2 separate regions of the Danio rerio genome follow, and region 1 is linked to region 2. The links are chromatin contacts, called in public Micro-C maps. All regions are on one chromosome and are shown on one strand. The core of a region is the stretch at or near the end of the contact, and the rest is flanking DNA. Distances in the headings are between cores, read along the strand shown.

What was found. Hi-C and Micro-C count contacts between places; a contact is called where the count stands out from the background.
Region 1: a Micro-C map of caudal fin shows a contact between it and region 2, with 4 times the contacts expected there. The contact joins the enhancer-like site here to the promoter of arhgap17b in region 2. A contact is called at or near these places in 2 of 18 Hi-C or Micro-C datasets (caudal fin and an unstated tissue).

The regions. Positions count from the first base shown.
Region 1 is chr3:17,411,923-17,416,167 of GRCz12tu, reverse strand. It overlaps arhgap17b (Rho GTPase activating protein 17b), which reads right to left. Exons shown (of 20, transcript NM_001329867.1): 15 at 3,014-3,105; 16 at 2,326-2,461. Among named protein-coding and RNA genes, the nearest start is that of slc5a11, 43 kb to the left of the region's middle. Within about 2 kb of position 1,362, at least 6 of the 62 cell types and tissues checked have an H3K27ac peak or open chromatin away from gene starts, as enhancers often do. A contact at or near this core is called in caudal fin, where this site is marked.
Region 2 is chr3:17,358,986-17,363,121 of GRCz12tu, reverse strand. It overlaps arhgap17b (Rho GTPase activating protein 17b), which reads right to left and starts at 1,497. Exons shown (of 20, transcript NM_001329867.1): 1 at 1,192-1,497. The coding sequence starts at 1,247.

The sequences.
Region 1 (4,245 bases), core at 113-2,612, 53 kb before region 2:
ACAGACACTAAAGGCCATGGTCTTACATACAGTATGTATAAGTGTCTGGACTGACACTGTACTGACAATTTACTATAATCTTCTATGTAAAGCTGCTTTGACACGATCTACATTGTAAAAGCGCTATAGAAATAAAGATTAATTGAATTGAAAAAGTCACATGACCATTCTTTAAGTTTTCTCGCATGAGGAGAATTTTGGGGTAATTTGGAATGGAATTTATTTATTTATATATATTTTTTTTGCATTTAAAAGGTCACTTGGTATATGTATAACACATGCTTATTCTGTAAACGTATGGCTATGTGTAACATCTATCAAGCAAAAACACCCAATAAAGCTTTAACACTCACATTTGGAGGTTTTTGGGGGGAATCTGAAAACTCCAATTCAGTATTTAGTTTGCTTTGCATTTACAGGTCTCTTGATGTATGTAAAAGTCACATGATCATTCTGTAAACATACGGCTATACACTTAAATGTAGAGTTGAAACTGCGAATTAAAAATTTGCGTAATTGGAAACGCATCGATTTGGTGAAAAATAAATAAATAAACATAAACGTTTTAACACTTGCATGAGGAGGTTTTTGAAGGAATTTGAAAACTCTAATGGAATATATTTTTATTTAATTTTGTGTGCATTTACAGGTCCCTTGATGCATGTAAAGGTCACATGAGCATTTGTTATAGATATGGATCTATGCTTGTATTTGTAGACTTAAAATTGCGAATTGAAATTATTGAAAAAACGAAAATCACATGCATCAATTTTGCAAAAATCCCCCTATGATATACATAAAAAACATGAACATTCCTTAAAGTTGTGACTATGTAGAATTGAAATTGCAAATATTCCTAATGAAAACGCCTCAGTTTTGAAAAAAGTCTGTATTTTGTATGCTGCAAACAAGTATTTTTCAGGCAAATTGGAAAATTCATATTTAGCAAAACTGCAATGGAAATGTCACATGGCATAAATTATGTCACATGATTATGATTTCAATATGATTTTAGATATTTACAGAAACCGATGATGGTGCACACAAAAAAATCTGTTCAGAAGATTTTTATGCAATGTACTGTATAAGGGGCATATCCTGACTTAAGGTTTGTCTGACACACGTCTAACTGCTTATACGACCTATATGTCACCATGATTTTTGCAATTACTTATTGTGAGAGGACGAGTTTAATTCGCAATTTACTCCATTAATAGACACAATGTCATTTTGCAATAATACATCTACAAAACATTGCAAAAGTTTTGTGTGAATTTGTAATGGAAACACACCTAGTAGGGTTAGTCTCTACAGTGACGGAGGAAAAGGGGGACAAGACCACCACCTGACCACACACTACAACCACTGCAGTTTGCAGTACAAGAATTCATGTAGTTTCGCCTGTGTGAGTGTTTTTACACTAGAAATGCAGTTAGCTGTCGACTTGAATTTTATGAAACACCAAGGACCCCAGTTTCAGCTACATTTTTTTAATGTTCTCCTGAAGAAAGAAAAGGTCACCTACATCTTAAACAGTTGAATGACAGCAAAGTTTCATTTTCAGGTAAACAATGAAGCAGTCAAATCTCACAGAAAATGACTGCATTTGCCAGTGACTTTCAGTGGATTTTGTCCTCCACCTGAGGCCCAAAGTGTTCCCCTTTTCAAGCTCTGAATGTTCGGTATGATCGCCTGCGGGGCAGGAGCTGTCTGACTCATTCTAAACATACCAAACTCAGAAGAGCGACTCGCTGCTTCCTGCTTTCACACTCGCTGTGTCAAAAAACCACCATCACAATTTCAGAATTACCCTCTCAACATGCTATTTTCCAATCTGTTCTTAGCCTTCCTATAGCTGAAACAGCAGCGCATAAGCACAAGTAAAGCCAAAAAAATGTTCAAGGAAAAACAATGACTGATAAAAAAAAAGGTAATTTTTAATGTGGTTTTTAGTCAAATGTCTGCCAAATGCTTCACTGTATTCATTTTAGTTACTTCATTGCAACATCAGTGCTGCATTAGTGCTTTTTTCTTGTCTAACTCATAATCATTATATATATCAATAACGCATTTATACATAGCTACTGTATATAAAGTTTATTTATTTCAGAAAGCATACAATAAGCAACGGTTGACAAAACAGAAAGCAAAAGGAAAATGAAGCAAAAACACAAATAACTGTAATGAATGTAGGTCTAAACAGCCCCCAGCTGTGGACTCAGACTGTCTGCTTTGACTGTGACCGACTCACTGGCCACTACATAGGAAGCGGACACTACTGTGGAGTTGGAGTCATGTTTGTGAACGCGGGGATGAGACCTGTACCTGTCTTTGCGGGCCGTGTCAGAATCAAGCGAGCCCTGGCTGCCTGGGCGCCTCCTCTCGATGGTCCCATACTCTACATCAGGTGTTCCGGGGCACCCAGGCATGGCAAACACACCGGACACGTTGAAGTCCACATCTAAAAAGCCAAAAAGCAGAGGAATTTCAGACTTGGGACTGATAAAATATAAGTTCAGAGTTAAGATCACTTTCTAAACTTAGCTGTCAATAAAGATTTGTTTTCAGCACAAAATCTAAAGTTGTGAAAGGAAATGATGTCAAATTTCTCAAATTATGTCATTTACTGTATTTCCACTACTTCTATTTTTTTTAAGCTCATATGTGGCACGTCAGCTGCTTGAAACTGTAGCAATGCTATACTGCATTGTTCCTGCTAAATAATCATAATAATGAAATAATAATTATGTTATGAGTAAAATGTTTGTGAGTAAAAAAATTAGCATCAAGTGTCACTTTTCCTAGTAGGCAGCTGGAAAATCCTGTTTTAAAATTTCCAAGCTTGATAGGGCAGAAATTACAAGCAGGATATATCAGATATAACCGTGATAATTACTGAATCTCCTAAAGCATTTCTCAAGATGTGTTGATTTTTAAGGTGGCAGCCTATCTAGACAAAAACAAAGAGAACGCTTAATGGGTTTTGAACAATGACAGTCTACTGTAACTTTACCTCCTGGAAAGAACCAGCCTGCATGGTTGATTATCAGTTCAATTATAGACACCACATGGACAGAGGTAGTAGCTGCCATCTCAGCAAGACTTCTAGAAGAGCAACAACAACGACAGCAAAAAACATATATCCAACTGTTAACAAGTAGAGCTGGGCGACATGACAAAAATATCACAAGTAATCTCATTCGATGTAGTACCATTTCTGTCAACTCAATCAATTATTGGGTTATACAGTATATATATATATATATATATATATATATATATATATATATATATATATATATATATATACTGACCAAATGTAAAGAACTTTTATAGAATTCACTTACTAAATCTTTAGGGCCTAACAATGTAGAAATATAAAGTAAATGTTAATTAAAATGTAAAGCACATTTAAAAACTATTGACTACAGGTTAACCATTAAAGTAAACAATATTATTTATGTATTTATATCATTATAATTCTTGTTTTGTTAATTGAGTTAATGAACGAGGGATTGGGGATGGGAATATCAATGGACAATGTATTACTGTTTACCTCTGTCAATATTTAAATAGTTGTCAAACAACAGACCAATAAAAAGATTTAAAAAATAAATTAAGATTTCTCTAAATAAAGAGTGAACTTTACACTTTCAAGACAATAATAATAATAATAATTCCTTACATTTATAAAGCGCTTTTCTGGGCATTTAAATCGCTTTACATATTGGGGGGAATCTCCTCATCCACCACCAGTGTGCAGCATCCACCTGGATGACGCAACAGCAGCAATACTGCACCAGACCGCACACCAGCTGATTGGTGGGAAGGAGACGGTGTGATAAAGCCAATAATGATATGGGGATGTTTAGGAGGCCATGATATATATTGGGCAGGTTGCCGGGGTTAAACCCCTACTCTTTTTCAAAGGACATCCTGGGATTTTTAACCACCACAGAGAGTTAGGACCTCGGTTTAACGTCTTTTCTGAAAGAAGGGGCTCATTGAGCAGTCCCCTTCACTATACAGGGGCGTTACGACCCACACAGATTGCAGGTTGAGCGCCCACTGCTGACCTCACTAACACCGCTTCGGGCAGCAACCTAGCTTTCCTACGTGGTCTACCATTCAGGTACTGACCGGGCGAAGCCCTGCTTAGCTTCGGTGGGCGGCCATGTAAGAGTTGCAGAGAGCTAGCTGCCGGAAAGATGGCAACTTTCTCATGATGCTTCTGTCAGCGTCCCT
Region 2 (4,136 bases), core at 248-2,747:
AGATGTTTATCCAACAGTCGATATGTGGTTCATTTAGCCATACAGTTCAGTTAAGTTTATATATTAGGCTACAGTGTGTGTTTTGTATATTTACTTGAAAATAAGATGTTATCATTTCAAGAGGTTTAGCCTTAAGAATAAAATTGGTTTCGTATTTCATTTTCATTTCAGGTAAATAGGCTAGCTGTTTGTCTTAAATTAATTTACCATGTTGCTAATAAGTTAACAATATCAGCCTAATGTCAATCAAAAACTGCTACAGATGTTTATCCAACAGTCAATATGTGTTTCATTTAGCCATACAGTTGAAGAGTTTAGATGCAAAAACCTCTAAATGCCTCTACAATCTACAATTGTCCTCTAAAATAAGCATTTCTATCAGGCTCTCATGTGAGTGTTCTGTAATATCAGTTTTATGGCAAACATTAAGTTATTTTCTTGGTCTTTAAAGAGAAATACTTCAACATACACAAAGGAGGCTGACAAAACGGCCAGTCAGACGGCACTTAATTTCATACAGGCTACAGTGTGTGTTGTGTTTATTTACCTTGAAAATAAGATGTTATCATTTCAAGGTGTTTATCCTAAAGAACTAAATTGCTTGCATATGCTTGTATTTCATTTTTATTTCAGGTAAATAGGCTAGCTGTTTGTCTCAAATTAATATATCATGTTGCGAATAACTAGTTAGCTATATTAGGCTAATGTCAATCAAAACTTCTAACTTTACAGATGTTTATCCAACATTCAATGTGGTTTATTAAGCCATACAGTTCATATCATATATATGCTACCATTTACCAAGATGTTACCTTTTCAATGGGACCAATTCTAAAGAATACAATTGGTTGCATATGCTTGCATTTAATTTTTATTTCAGGTAAACAATCTCTAGATGTTTTATCCTGACAGACATGAGAGGACTGGAAAAAGCCTCATTCTGTCAGTCGGTTACATATGAGACAAACTGACACACAAAGTGGTTTCTTCAGTGGAAAAGAAAGGGTGAGAAGAATATATCATAAGCATATTTATAACTCTGACCACATCACACCTTTCCTGCTGCTCTGTGAACTCCACTTTATCAGTGCAATCCTGTGCGCGCGCGCACACATGACGACACTCCCAACTGTACGGCGTACATTTTTACACTTTTCAGACTACAAACACTTAAAAAGAGACCACACTAACCTGCCAACAGTCTGGTTGGCCAGCTGTTTCATGCGGTTGAACTGTTTCTTCATCATGAATCCTCTTCATCCGCCAATACGCAAAACTTTGAGAAGTCGCTGTTTTATTTGGAGCCGACGGACGCTCCCATTCCGCGCGCGCGACAAGGATCCGAAGCCGAGAGTTTGTGTCATTTACTGCTCAAATCCATTTATAAACCGCGCGTCCCTTTCGTTTCTCATCTCCTCTCGTTTTCTGCTTTAGTCAGTGGACAGCAGTAACTGCGAGGAAATAGGAAGTGCCGTTCACTTCCCTATTGTGGAGCTCTGTGGGTTGTGACACATGACACCTTGACTGAACTAGTCTGATTAGACCTTTAGCATGCGTTTAACACTCTGCTTCACATTATTTAGTTGTTGCTCTTTGTGTGGGTTATGTATGGTGTTGGTTGGGATTTATAAGCCTGCTTTGTATTAGAAATGCAAATAACCTTTAAATTCATTCATAGTGAGCTCGTACTCTGTATTTGTCTTTGTAATAGCGCCATCTTCCGTACAGAGTCCAAAAACGAGGGATGGCTAATTTTAAAGCTAGAAGTTTTTACACAACAGTACTTAACATTTGAAGTGAATCAATCATCATAACTTTTCTTTAAAGTTGACCTACAACTATCGAACAACACCCATTCTTGTCCTGGGGAAATTTTTAACAATATTTTTGATTCACTTTGAATGTTGACTACTGTATATTACGTGAATTAACCATGGCACAATACCCTTTCTAAACCAGAGACTCATTCATTCATTCATTTTCTTTTCGGTTTAGTCCCGATAATAATCAGGGGTCGCCACAGCAGAATGAACCGCCAACTTATCCAGCATAGGTTTTACACAGCTGATGCCCTTCCAGCTGCAACACATCACTGAAAGAGTGAACCAGATATTTCAGCAGAATTAGGACGTTTGTTTGTTTTTTTACATTAAGAAAATATTAAGCAATGTTATAAATAATATTAAATTAGAACAGGGTAAAGAAATGTATTGAATGCTAAATTATCTGGATGTTATTCATTACACATCTATTTTATTTATTTTGCATTATTACGAAAAAAAAACTATTTTACTTTACACAATGAGGTGTTAGGCATGCCTACTTGAAAGTTTCCTAAATATACAGTTGAAGTCATAATTATTAGTCCCCTTAAATTATTAGCCCCGTTTATTTTTTCCCTAATTTCTGTTAACCGGAAAGAAGATTTCTTCAACACATTTCTAAACATAATAATAACTCATTTCTAACAACTGACTTATTTTATCTTTGCCATGATGACAGTAAATAATATTTGATTGATATTTTTAAGACACTTTTATACAGTTTAAAGTGACATTTAAAGGCTTAACTATGTTAATTAGGTTAACTGGGTTAGGGTTATTAGGCAAGTTATTGTATAATGATGGTTTGTTCTGTGGAGTATTGAAAAAAATGCCTAAAGGGGCTAATCATTTTAAGCTTAAAATGTTTTTTGAAAAATGAAAAGCTGCCTTTATTCTAGCTGAAATAAAACAAATAAGACTTTCTCCTGAAGAAAAAATATTATCAGACATACTGTGAAAATGTCATTGCTCTGTTAAACATCATTTTGGAAACATTTGAAAAAAAAATGAAAGGGGAGCTAATATTTCTGACTTTAATTGTAAGATTATATATAATATGTTTGAACTTTTAGTCTATAACACTAGTTTATTGTTAGGATATTTAGAATAAATGCAGGGCAAACATGAAAGAAATCAAAAGGTAGCAAATATATATATAATATTATTTATGATATTATAATAACATTGAAAATGATCACGGGTTATTTCATGGAGTTTAATAAGCCTTTCAGAATTTTATGCTTTTTTTTATTTTAAAATGTGCAATTGACCACTATTTTACCAATATATGACATACTATTAGTATAAAATATTATTATTTGGACATAAGCTATTTAAAGTGCTTAAAGAACAATATTTTTGTCTAAACTTGAATCTTTCTTGACAAAGACTTATCATTTTCAAGTTTTAACTCAAAAAGTTAAGTAATATTAAAGAGTAAAGGGGTTAGAATATGTACACAGTGCTCAGCATATATGAGTACACCCCTCACAAATCTCTCTTTTAAATTCATTTTTCTAATAGACAGCTATACAATATTATATTTGTGCACAAACATGAGATTAGTCAGTACTGAAGTCAAATCTGGAGTTTATCTAACAAAATAACCTACGATAATGGTAAAAAAAACCTAGTACACCCACATCTATGTTATAGAAAAATATTAAATACAAATTTAAAAAGAGGAAAAATCAAGAGAAGCAAAAAATAAAAAAAATAAAAATTTGTAAGTTGTACATTTTTTTTGCAATATTTTGCTTGAATTTAATTGTATAATCTTTCTATTAATTTAGCTAAATATAAATTATTCATGTCTAATTACTGAACATTTAAAACTCATTTTATATATTTAGATAAATAATATTTTTGTATAGGCCTACACAATTCGAATAGGCCTTAAATAGATTTGAATCTAATTTACATTTAATCATTAGGCTGCTGTACAAGAACAAATGACTTAAGAAAATTTCTATTAACTTAGTTTCCTTTCACATAGTTTGATTATAATAATTGTCTGCTGCCACCTAGAGGCCGTAGCCTATATCCCGAATATGCGAACATAAATTGTTGGATGAAGAAGGGCCTACTTGCGGCATAAATCCCACCCACTTGGAGGTCTCCGGGCTGCAGCGATAGCTGTAGAGAGGACTGGGTTTTCTCAATGTTTAGACCAGACAAGATTTTCATGTTTCCTTTTTATTAATACCATGTAATGTTTTCTAGTCTGTGTCTTTAGGCCTACTCGTCTCGTAGCTGTGTTAAAATATTCAACTCAAATAGTTGCAAACGTGACTGTGTGATCAAGTCATTTTT